Linked DNA regions of Sus scrofa: all the other regions are linked to region 2. The links are chromatin contacts, called in public Hi-C maps. All regions are on one chromosome and are shown on one strand. The core of a region is the stretch at or near the end of the contact, and the rest is flanking DNA. Distances in the headings are between cores, read along the strand shown. Region 1 overlaps LOC102159961 (a long non-coding RNA gene). Region 2 has its middle 34 kb from the start of CD180. Region 3 overlaps LOC102159645 (a long non-coding RNA gene).

Region 1 (4,147 bases), core at 662-3,161, 1.6 Mb after region 2:
GTAGATCCCTGGCCTGGGAATTTCCGCGTGCCAAAAATTAAATTAAATTTTAAAAATGTGCAATAGAGAAATATAAAAATGTAGGAGTGGATAGAAGATAATAGACATAGAAAGTATTCAAAGTTTATAGTGGTATTTGGGAGAGTAGTGTTTACTTATATGCTCCGAGACACCAGGGATATCTAGGTATATATATGCATAGGCAGAAACATAATTTTTTTCCCTTTGCTTTTTTGAGCCACACCTGAGGCATATGGAAGTTCCCAGGCTGGGGTCAAATCAGAGCTGCAGCTGCCAGCCTGTAGCAATGTAGGATCTGAGCCACAGCAATGTAGGATCTGAGCCTCGTCTGCCTACACCATAGCTCACAGCAACACCAGATCCTTAACCAACTGAGCAAGGCCAGGAATCTAACCCACATCTTCATGGATCCTAGTCGGGTTTGTTTCTGCTGAGCCACACTGGGAACTGCATAATAAAATATTTTTGATGCGAGTGCAAGACTGAGGGTGGCAGCTACTGCAGCAGAAGATCTGGTGGTGGTAGAAGTGGTGCTGATGGTGGGTTTGGGAAGACTTGGGCATTTCTTGTTGATCAGAATGGGTGTCCTTTCCTGGTATAGCATCAATTCCTAGCCATCCCCAAAACATCTCTCTTCATAGCCTGACAGTCCATCTTTTCGCCACAAAGCTAACGGTATATACAACCACAGCAAACGACAACCTGAAAATATTAGCAGTGACTCTGTGGTCATAAATCACGTCCTGAAGAAGTGATAGCCAGTGACCACTTAAAGATATACCTAAATACCAGGAAAGCAAAAAGGAAACGCTCTGCTCAACCCTGCCTTAGATTAGCCAAGCTGCTCATTTGCATGAACAGGAGAGGCAACGATCATTTTGAGGAGGGTGAAGAAGCCAGGCAGGGAAGGAAGAAACCAAACACCAGCTGAAAGCAGATGACACGAGTGTCTGGCTCATGTAGCCTCATGAGAAACAGCATGAAATACGTTTCTTTCAGAAAGGCGGCTATCAGAAGAAAAAAAAAAAAAAAAAGGTTGTAATAAATCCGAACAAAAGCCAACAATGTTGGACAACTTGTTAGATAGATATTCAGGAAGGCTGATCCACCTCACTGGATTGTTGTAAGGAACAGTTAATAAAAAAAGATTGTCAAGGACACTGCAAACATAGAAGAACTAACACATAATAAGAACATTAATAATCAGGGAGGACCTAGGAATGAAACCAGTTCCATCAAGACCGAAGATGTTGAGCAACCAGCACAGAAATAAAGAAAACAGATACAACTGCCTGGAGGTTGTCCAAACCAACAAGAACCAAATACTTTTTTGCTCTTAATTTTAAAAAAGTAGACAAGTTTACAGGGTATAAGACTATAAATAAATATTGGCCAATGGGTTCTTGCTTTTCCCTGGAGGCAGCTCCCTTTGAAATGACTTCCTGGACCGAGGCAGTGAGGGAGCTGAAGGCGCTCACCCTCCTCCCTAGAACCCATGGTCCGCGACAGGAAGCCTTCCCTCCCCAGTCCTGATGATTTGGGGTTGGAAAAAACACTGGAAGGAATCCAAAGCTGTGGTTCATTTCATTCTTTCATTTCCTGCCTTTGCCAAATGCTGACAATTACAAACAAATGTTGTCTTCACAACTACTTTCTTCTAGATGAACATTCTGCTCATTTTGGTGGCTTTTGTGTATGTGACTGGAGAAACACTTTCTAAATCCCCAAGGTGACAGGACTTCCACGTAATGATAATGATTATTTAATGTCATCATCACAATGGGTTGCCTAGGCAAATGAAATGCTTGCTGGGTCTAAAGCATGCACTCAAGTAAGGTCAATTAACGCTTTCCAGGGTACCCGATTTCCCATTGGGGCCCTAAAGAAGGCAATTCATTACCCAGCCATTCTCCACACGCACACCCACCACAACACTGCTGTCTACCAGCAAGTTCTTCAGTTGCTTAGACTGTCAGGCTTCTCAGCCAGTGTGGAGGAAGTCCAAGAGAGATAAGAATACGCTGAGAAGGTCCAGGCTGGGGGATATTTTTAGTCTTCTGAAGATAGTCCAGCGGTGATCATCAGCATCATCATCACCACCCACGCAAACACAATCCATCTTCCTTTTCAAAGCACTTTCATCACATAAATCATTCCCTTTGATCCTCACAATCCCCGAGGTATGCAAAGCAGGTATTAGTACAGTCAACATCTGGCTATAGCAGCAAGAAGGACACGAATAGCACAGAGGTAAGCCTCGAAGACAGGGAAGAAAGAAAGGGTATGGCAGGAAGAGGGGGCACACCCCAACAGCATCAAAAGCACTGAGGATCTGAGGCCAAGGACCATGTAGGATGAGAACACACAATGGCACAAGGAGACAGAAATGTGAAGAGTTGTGGGTGTCTGATTGGCTAGACTAGGTTATCTGTTGCAAAGATTACTGTTTCTAAAGCCAAAATTAAGAAAGATGGAAACTAAAATGAACCAAGTGTCTATGCTTTGCCAGGTGTTTTCTTTTAAGATATTAACAAACTTAATCTTCACACTAATCCATGCAAGATAGATATCATCAACCCATTTTTTTGCAGATGAGAAGACTGAGGCCCAAACCAGTGATGTTATTTGCCCAGGGTCACCTACCCACCACTTGGAAAAGATGAGATTCAGGGATGGGAGAGAGACCAAGCAACAAAAGACTAAGGGCTCTGGCCAGGAATGACTAGCGACCAGCTTAGTACGGCAACAATAAGAGAATCAAGAAAAGAGTTTAAGAATAAGGAATAGGAGTTCCTGCTGTGGTGCAGTAGGATCAGTGGTGGCTCTGCAGCAGCAGGGATGTAGGTTCAATCCCCAGCCTGGCACAGGGAGTTCAGGATCCAACACTGCCGCCTCTGTGATGTAGGTCACAACTGCAGCTCGGATTCCATCCCTGACCAGTGAACTCCGTAAGCCAAGGGGTGGCCAAAAAAAAAAAAAAAAAAAAGAAGAAGAAGAAGAAGGAACAAAAGCTTCCTGCACCCTGGATTCCCTATGTACTTTCCTTGGAGGCTGGGCTCACAGTGCCTGATAAGGAGGCAGTCTGACCAAGGAGGAAGAGGTGGGATGACAAGCAAGATGGTTCTTGGAAATTATCCCTCCTGGACAGGTGTGGAGATGAAGTCCCAGCAAGGAAAGGTCATGAAGCAGTTGAGAACTTGCTTTTCTTCTGCAGGAGCAAGAGGAAGGTACAATGTCTAAAAACATATAAGCCTTATTTGCAGCAACATGGATGGACCTAGAAATTATCATGCTAAGTGAAGTCAGTCAGACAATGAGACACTAACATCAAATGCTCTCACTTAATGTGGAATCTAAAAAAAGGACACAATGAACTTCTTTGCAGAACAGATACTGACTTACAGACTTTGAATAACTTATGGTTTCCAAAGGAGACAGGTTGGGGGGTAGGGGGATGCACTGAGGGTTTGGGATGGAAATGCTGTAAAAATGGGTTGTGATGATTATTGTACACCTATAAATGTAATAAAATCATTAGGTAATTTTAAAAAAAGAAAAAAAGAAAAGAAAAACTCGTAAGCCTTGGAGGATCATGGCAGCCAGCGTGAATTTGCCTTAGGGATCATGTTCATGCTGGTAAAAGGCAGAGATGGTGGAAGCAGAACGGTCAGAGCCACTGCAACATGAGAGGGGCCTGGGGTAGTAGAAAGAACATTCTACGACTTCTTTGCTGTGGCACCTTGGACAAAATACTTCTCTGAGCATCATCTGAACAACAGAGTCAACAAAATCCATCTCATGGTGATTCTACGAGGATTAGGTTACATATATACACATATACATTATTCTTAAGCATTTGAAAGAAGTTTTCATGCTTAGTTGGACTCTGGGGAGAGTAACACGATAGGCAAAAATAGCATTTAGATTTAGAACGATCCCTTCTTTCCATATAATAAAATATTTCTAATAAAAACCTACTTTCGCCAATCCTCATGAACTCAACCTATGTCATAAGTGAGACTTTTGATTCTAAGAAGCACATGGAAAGCCATTTCGGTGACATCTTCCTTCCGCAAGACATTTAACATGTTTCTTCTGACAAACTATGAACCATCCTGCTTTAAAT
Region 2 (4,068 bases), core at 1,009-3,508:
TTATCTTTTTTAAAAGCAAATTGAATAACTCCCCTTTTTTTTTTTTTTAAACAATCTTTCCATGTTCTTTTTTTGTTAATAGGAAGGAGTTCAAGGTACTTAGGATGGGATCCAGGGTATCATGGTCTGGGCTCAGCTCCCTCTTCATGGGTGGCTATTTCCCCACACATTGTCTCTGTTTTAAACTTCCTAAAGCCCTTGTATTTTCCTGCACACATCCTGACTTCTCCAACTTCCATGACTCTGCATAGGTGATTTATTATTCCATCCTGCTTTACTTCCTGGAAAACTCCTATTGGTCCTTTGAAACCTCTCAGGTGTCACCCTCTTTCTAAAGCCTTCCTTTATGTTGACCTCCATTCCTTGCTTCCCATCCAACAGAGTAGGGAGAATCTGGGTTCACATATTAACTGGTAGTGTTGATCTGAATTCACTAACACGGTTTATTTACAGAATAGTATCCTTCTATTAAATGGGATTCTCCTTGAACACAGGGGCAGTGTCTTCATCTCCTTCTTCCAGGGTCCTAGCATGAGACAGGGGCTCATCTGATGTTGGGTGACGGAGCACTGTCATCAGGCTAACCTAATTGATGGTGTATTTGGAGAATGGGCTAGTAAAATTTAAGCATTACACGCTGTATGGGTCACTTCCTGCTCCCTTCCTTATATCTTCTTCGCCTTTTGACTCCAGCCATTGCTGTGACAGCTTTGTGCAGTTGTGACCCATCAGGTCTTTGCCTTAACTGCACCGCATACCTCTTGCTTTCTGACACCCAGGCTGCTGCTTGCAGTGACCAGGTTAACCACCTTGCTCCATGCATACACTGGGGCAATAATGGGAGTTGGGGGATAAGTACTCCTCCACCCCATATTATTCAGAAAGATGTTGGGGCCTCATTCTACAAGGCAATTCAGAGCATCAGGGGGGAAGGAGCTGCAGTTGCCCATCCCAGTGACTAGTTCAATGAAGGGGCCTTGGATTGGCTTGCCCTCTTTCTCTGTTTAAATCTTCCTAGTCCTCTACTTCTGTTCCTTGGAATCACTTCCCAAAATTATTGATCTTGTCTCAGGCTCTACTTTTGGGAAGAACCTAGACAAAGACGGAAACCTTCATTTACAACCAGCTTCTCTAAGTTATGTTCTTCTCAGACCAAGAGATGTTTGGAAAATGGTTGCAAGTCTCATAAAGTAACCACTAAGTAAAGATAGTATAGGATACAAGGGCATAGGATAGCATCCACCATATAAATGTGCTATAAAGTGTGAAATGTTTTGTGAACCAGGCATTTTTACTCCTCAGTCAGGAGACATACTCAGACAATTGCTCAGTTTTGTAAAAACTCTTCTCCATAATTCTACAGCTGTGTCTTAGGTAGTAACCGAATAGTGATGTTTTGATCATAGTTTTACAGATGGTGAGGCCCTAGACACAGCAGCTTTCACTGAGCAAGTGATGAGGCCCTAGAAGATGTATGTCTTTCCCATGGAAGGTTAGTGCAGGGAGCCTGGATGTGAAACACTATGCTTATACTATTGGGCTGGATGGTTTGCTCTGATGTGTGTGAGTGTGGGTGTGTGGGTGTGTGCATGTGTGTTTGTTTCTTTTTTAAGCACAAGGTATCGATTCCAATCTAACGATTTTAAATATCACAATCCTTGGATTACAAACAGAAAAAAATGACATTTTTTTGGAAAATGGAAAACATTGGGCAGTAAAATTGGCATCTGAAACCCTGTACTTTGCCAAATGCTTAAATCACAGAGTTTTTGTATCTTTTGCAGCTAGAAGAGACATTTAAGATCACTCAGAGCTGGAGAGCCAAATGTTTTCTAACAGAACCAGGGCTAGAACCCAGACCTTGGGAGTCCCCTTCTCATGGTCCTTCTGATAGACCACACTGCCTTTGTTTGATGATCCTTCATTTAAACCAGTGGTTGGCCAACTTTTTCCATAAAGGGCCAGATGATAAATAATTTAGGCTTTGCAGGCCAGTGGTTACTGTCCCAGCTACTCGACTCTGACTTTTTTTTATGTGAAAGCAGCAATAGGGGAACTTACATAAATGAGCATGGCTGTGTTCCAATAAAGCTTTATGTAGAAACACCAGCACTAGGCTTGATTTGTCCTCTGTTTTATACTATTGGAGTCATGGTGATTTTTGCTTAAAGGTCACCAAAATGCTACTGGGTCCTAGAGAGTTAAAGCCGCCACCCAGCTTGGTGGCGAGCCAGGCTGTTGCATCACAGTCCACACATGATTGGGCTTCCTTCCAGGTCTGTGTATGATCAGACTCTGAGCCAGCAGCCAAGAGAGTGAGCCCGGCATCCATAGCACTCCTGTTTCCAGAAGGAATCACAAATTCCCTTCCTGTGCAGATAAAGGAACAATTGTACCAGAGGAGAACTTACTGGAAAGTAATACAGGGTCACCAGGAAGGAAAAGGAATTCACTCCTCGGTCATAGTCCTTAGTCTGGTTAGGAGTCGCTCAGACCTGGAAAGGCCAGCAGAGTTGCATGTCTGAATTTGGCAGGCCTCCAGGACTCCTCACTCAGAGGATAATACATTGGGCTTTGATGATTTCTGTGGCCCACTCAGAGCTTCCTTTGGTTGCTCCAAGTTGCCGCTTCCCTCTCACAGCCAGGTATCTAATTCTCTCCACTGTTTTACTCCCCTCCCATTTATCATCTGCCAGTGCTAAGCCTTTTTTCTGCTGTTAATCACAATCTCCAATAGGCAAAGATTGTCTTTTCTCGGTTTCGTCTTCCACTTGACACCTTAACTTTTGAGTCCCAGTTCTGAAGCCCTGTAAGACAAATGTCTTTCCATAGAAGAAGCTTGGCTTAAACCCTATGTTTATGCCTATGAAGTGGATGTTCGTTCCAGTACATGTGTATTAATGTGTGTGCCTGTGTGTATGTATGTGTGTGTATCTGATGACCTTTAAATCAGGAGGTCACCTTCCCTTTGGACCTCTCTGCCCAGGGAAGGTCCTTTACCGCCTCAGTACTCTAAGTTAGACTCACAAGTGGATATTCTCTGGCCAACATTCTCATGTTTTTACTCCTTCCCTCTCATTTTTCACCATGTGAATCCACAAAATAGTCTTTTTCATAATTGAAAGAATTAAAGACTTTTAAAGGCTGAATGATGTTTCCAATGGATTTAATGATGTAATCCTCAAAAGAGTATATGAATTACCTGTTTGTTTTTTTCTTTTGTCTCTCTCTTTTTTTTTTTTAATTTTTTTAATTTTCCCACTGTACAGCAAGGGGGTCTGGTTATCCTTACATGTATACATTACAATTACATTTTTTCCCCTACCCTTTGTTCTGTTGCAACATGAGTATCTAGACAAAGTTCTCAATGCTATTCAGCAGGATCTCCTTGTAAATCTATTCTAAGTTATGTCTGATAAGCCCAAGCTCCCGATCCCTCCCACTCCCTCCCCCTCCCATCAGGCAGCCACAAGTCTCTTCTCCAAGTCCAAGATACCATCTCACACCAGTCAGAATGGCCATCATTAATAAATCCACAAATAACAAGAGCTGGAGGGGCTGTGGAGAAAAGGGAACCCTCCTGCACTGTTGGTGGGAATGGAAACTGGTACAGCCACTATGGAGAACAGTTTGGAGATACCTTAGAAATCTATACATAGAACTTCCATATGACCCCGCAGTCCCACTCTTGGGCATCTATCCGGACAAAACTCCACTTAAAAGAGACACATGTACCCGCATGTTCATTACAGCACTATTCACAATAGCCAGGACATGGAAACAACCCAAATGTCCATCGACAGATGATTGGATTCTCTCTCTTTTTTTAATGGTTCCACCTATAGCATATGGAAGTTCCAGGGCTAGGGGCTGAATTGGAACTGCAGCTGCAGCCTATACCAAAGCCATGGCAACACTGGATCTAAGCCACATCTGCAACCTATGCCACAGCTTGTGGCAACACCAGATCCCCAACCACTGAGCAAGGCCAGGGATTGAACCTGCATCCTCATAGAGACAACACTGGGTCCTTAACCTGCTGAACCACAACCGGGAACTCTGGAATTA
Region 3 (3,851 bases), core at 885-3,384, 1.1 Mb after region 2:
GTTACAAAGAAAAGATTCTGGGAAATACAAGTCAAACTATAAATTTGCAAAATGCTGCTAAGAACTCAAGTTCGGTTCTACAGAAGGGTAACATGCTTAGTGTTAAGATATTTTTGTACATGGAAAGCAGGTTGAAGGGATGAAGCAATCACCTGGTTAATCCAATCTAAGAAGTGCTTTGTAGGTGGGACATGATCCAGATCGATGAGATCATTTCCACAGGGGCCAGAGGTATGTGAATCTTCCCCTTCAACCTACATTGCATGTTGCCTTGGATTCTGACGGTGTTCCAGTATTCATTACAAGCTTCAAGCGCTTATGTTGCTTTGATGTGTACAAAGACATTTCTGCTGAAAATTTCAAGGTCTCTTATTTATATGCAAAACTTGAAGGAGCCAAGGTTTTTGTTTATTTAGTTTAGTCTTAGTTATTTTTGTTCTGTTTTGAAATGTACTATAAAGCCAATTCGCACCCCTCCCCCAGCCCCCCAGAACTAGGACCAGGACTTCATCTGCCAGTAAAGAAAATACCACATGTAGACTTTTAATTTATGTACTTAGCACATACAGTGTGTTCTATATGTTTTCTCATGAAAACCCAGGTGGCCTGGCAGCCTTAGGGAACTAGGGTGTGGTCATTCGGGAAGGCTGCCACTCCTCCTGGACGGATGAGGCTGGGCCAAAGAGCGTCAGGTCACTGATGGGACTCCTGACCAGATATGGCATTCCTCCAGGACATCTGCGCCCTGATTCCTGCACTCGGATGATCCTCATTTTGACTCAGTGTGTGAACATCGCTACAAAGAGGACTTCGAAGTTTCCTGACCCCACATCTCTACAGCCAGGAAGAATCTCATCTGCTGCCTAGACCAGGGATCTTTTCCTTACAGGATTCTTAGAAGGAGAGTTGTGGGAGTTGTGGAAGGTGTAGGAAGCCCTTAGAGATATGGACCATGTCAACAGAGGGCTGAAGATCTCATGGGATGACTCCTCATCATTCATGTTCTCTCAGATCCCTAGGGCTTTTCTTAGCCAGGTTAAGAGACCAACCAAAGGTGAAGAAAAAAGCACAGGTCTGGGACTGAAAGTTAATGAAGGGACCTTAAAGGATTTGTACTACTGTTGACAACCTGTGATGGTGATATCTACTTATCGGTAACAAAAATTTTTATCCTCTATGGGATGTTGTAGATAGAAAGGCTTATAGACAGGGTAAGTGTTCAGTGCAGTAGATGTATTTCCTTGACAGTTGATCTAGCCCAGGGATTATTCTATAAAATCACCATAGATACCACCCTCACATGGATACAGGAAGAAAACTGAAAAACACTTTTCCTAAAGCGCTGATTTTTCTCATCAAGAGTCTGGTTAGATTTCCCAGGGTTGGGACCTTTCTCCCTGCCTTGTGAGTGGGCAGAGAAAATCCTAGACTTTGCCTCAGATTTCGGCTCAGAAGACAGGACTACTGACCTAGAAAGATTCAGTGGTCCTAGCCCAAAGAATATTCAACTTTTGTTCTAATGGAATCAGAATCCTCTTTTCAGTGTCCACCATGACCTGGGTCTCTGACAAAATAGGTAGATTACTCCATAGTGGAGCTGCCAAGAGAAATTCTAAGCCACACTTAGGTAAATGGAAGCTCTCATCAGCACCACACACCCCTGAGGAAGTATCTGGAATGATCTTGGTTATTGCCTTCAATCTGAGTCTTGGCCTTATCCAACTCCTGAAATTTCCTTATTTGAGCCTGATCTAAGGACCATGTCACACCTGTACGATCAACTTGCTGACCAGCCCAAGTTCCTCACTCTAACCCCCATTCTTGCCATTTCTAGGGACACTCTCAGCCTCCGTTTCTGATTTTATCTAATCTGCCATAGCTGATTATCCAAGCTGAACACACGGCTGTGAGCCCACCCCAGGCCCATGCCCATCAGGAGGGCCTAACCTCATCCTAGGCCCTTGTTCTGGCTCAGCGCCTCGACGTCTGTTGCACAATTGGGCACCACGAGGAGCACATGACTGCCATTCACAAAGACAAAGATGGAAAATATGAGCCATCCACTTGGCAACAATGTTGGCATCTTCCTTCATGCCTGCTGCCAAGCCCTGACCAGAAAGATCTTGGACGGCTTATTGCCCAATGCGGTCAGTCCAGACTGAGGGTGGCTCAGGTCATGGCGCGTAGAGCCAGCTATGATGAGATTTACACACACAAGAAAAGGACAAAGAAGGGTTCCCAGACTCCATATCATCTTATGTCTACCAGATTTAAACTGAAAGGAAATATAGAAAATCTTCACAAAATTAAACAGAAAGCTTTACTATTGCTGTTGCTGTTATTATTATTATCATTTAGAAAATAACCAAAAAGAAACTATTCTGCTTTTTATAATTTTTGACTTGATATTCATAGGACAAACTGAATAGTTTTCTGTCCACAGAAAGCATATATGGTGTTTTTCCAGCAATAAAAGAAGCAGGACAATAAGTGAAGAAAGTTAAGTACATGGATTAGGGCATAAGCTGTAATGTAGGAAAGAGCTAGGTCATTGTTGCTGCAGAGTGCTAATCCTGTTCCAAGTGATCTTGAGAGCACTTTAAAGAAGCTAGGAAGAAAATTAAGCACTTGTATATACAACTATCTCATTTTATCTTTTCCCCAAATCTTTCAGGTTAAGAGTTCTTCCCTACACCTTACAAATAAGCAAACTGAGGCAGTCTCAAGCATGTAAAAGGTTGTTCAAGTTTACAAAGCTACAAAATGGTTGAGTTGGGAATTGAACACCGTTCACCAGATACCAAAGCTCCCAACTGTCTCTCATTAAGGCATGTCATTAATTTAGACAACTATCTCCTCACTGAAGCATATGCCAAAGGAAGTTTACCAACATTCCAAGACGATGTCATCAGCGAAAGCAAGGTCAAGTTACCATCGAAGGAGTCCTTCCAGTCCATTTCCCAAAACTGGTGTTGGAAGTGTTGGAAGGTGAGTTTGGTAATTGGTTCACTTTTAATAGATGATTTATTTTAAGCTGCCTGGCTTGATGATGCAACAAGCAGGGGAATGAGCTTGGTTTGAAGATAGATTTCTGATCTTCTGGGAAGTGTTTCTACTTTAATAAGCTTTGACTCACCAAGGAAATTCCTAAGGATGTTTAGTCACAACCTGCTGAGCTGCTAACTCTGTAAATACACACATGCCTATATGCACACATATGTACAGGAGTAAATAATCCTGTAGTCATGGCAGTGAATGCTGCTTTCATCAGGGAGCAATGCATTGCAGTCAGCAGGGGGGAAATTATTGCATAGGCAGGCAACCTCTTCCTCTTCTAACTTGAGTCCAGTGGCTGGTGACTTGCAAATTAACTGACAATAGATAGGTTAACAAAAGAAGAGAAGAGGTTTACTTATGCCCTCACACAGAATTACTCAGTGATAGATAACTCACTCAATAGACAGGATAAAAAAGTTTTATATACCAAACTAAACAAAGGGATGGAGGTGGTAGTTAGGACTTCACTGGGAAGGCAAGGAAGTTTCTGTGGGACTTTTTGATGCTAATGGCAATGGACAGTCTGCCTCCAAGGCAGTAGAATTCATAGGAGAAGCCTAAAGTCGGGTGGAGGTGGGGAGGAGGTTAATAGCAGCTGTAGAGCTTGAAAGTTATGCTTGAGCCAGATAAGGGGAGTTGAGATAAGATTTCTTTCTCTATCTTCTTTAGCTCAAATGTTTTCACTTTAAAATCAACTCTGGGGGTCTCTCCAGATTTCCCCCAGTTGAAACTTCCGCACATATTTTTAAAAAAAAGAAAAAAGAAAAAAAGGAGACTAGGTTGATTGCTCTGGA

The links. A called contact is a pair of places that touch in the nucleus more often than the background predicts.
Region 1: a contact with region 2 is called in a Hi-C map of skeletal muscle, with 4 times the contacts expected there. The contact joins two enhancer-like sites. A contact is called at or near these places in 10 of 47 Hi-C or Micro-C datasets (embryonic fibroblasts, fetal heart ventricle, fetal skeletal muscle and 6 more).
Region 3: a contact with region 2 is called in a Hi-C map of skeletal muscle, with 4 times the contacts expected there. The contact joins two enhancer-like sites. A contact is called at or near these places in 9 of 47 Hi-C or Micro-C datasets (alveolar macrophages, brain, embryonic fibroblasts and 4 more) and 1 of 2 datasets of contacts at active chromatin or transcription factors (alveolar macrophages).

Annotation. Positions count from the first base shown.
Region 1 is chr16:47,184,905-47,189,051 of Sscrofa11.1, forward strand. The region is part of intron 1 of LOC102159961 (a long non-coding RNA gene); the gene reads right to left. Among named protein-coding and RNA genes, the nearest start is that of SLC30A5, 98 kb to the right of the region's middle. Within about 2 kb of position 1,912, at least 12 of the 83 cell types and tissues checked have an H3K27ac peak or open chromatin away from gene starts, as enhancers often do. A contact at or near this core is called in omental adipose tissue and skeletal muscle, where this site is marked.
Region 2 is chr16:45,620,138-45,624,205 of Sscrofa11.1, forward strand. No RefSeq gene overlaps it. Among named protein-coding and RNA genes, the nearest start is that of CD180, 34 kb to the left of the region's middle. Within about 2 kb of position 2,259, at least 38 of the 83 cell types and tissues checked have an H3K27ac peak or open chromatin away from gene starts, as enhancers often do. A contact at or near this core is called in alveolar macrophages, omental adipose tissue and skeletal muscle, where this site is marked.
Region 3 is chr16:46,677,612-46,681,462 of Sscrofa11.1, forward strand. It overlaps LOC102159645 (a long non-coding RNA gene), which reads right to left. Exons shown (of 5, transcript XR_002339503.1): 4 at 1-3,851. Among named protein-coding and RNA genes, the nearest start is that of PIK3R1, 240 kb to the left of the region's middle. Within about 2 kb of position 2,135, at least 7 of the 83 cell types and tissues checked have an H3K27ac peak or open chromatin away from gene starts, as enhancers often do. A contact at or near this core is called in alveolar macrophages and skeletal muscle, where this site is marked.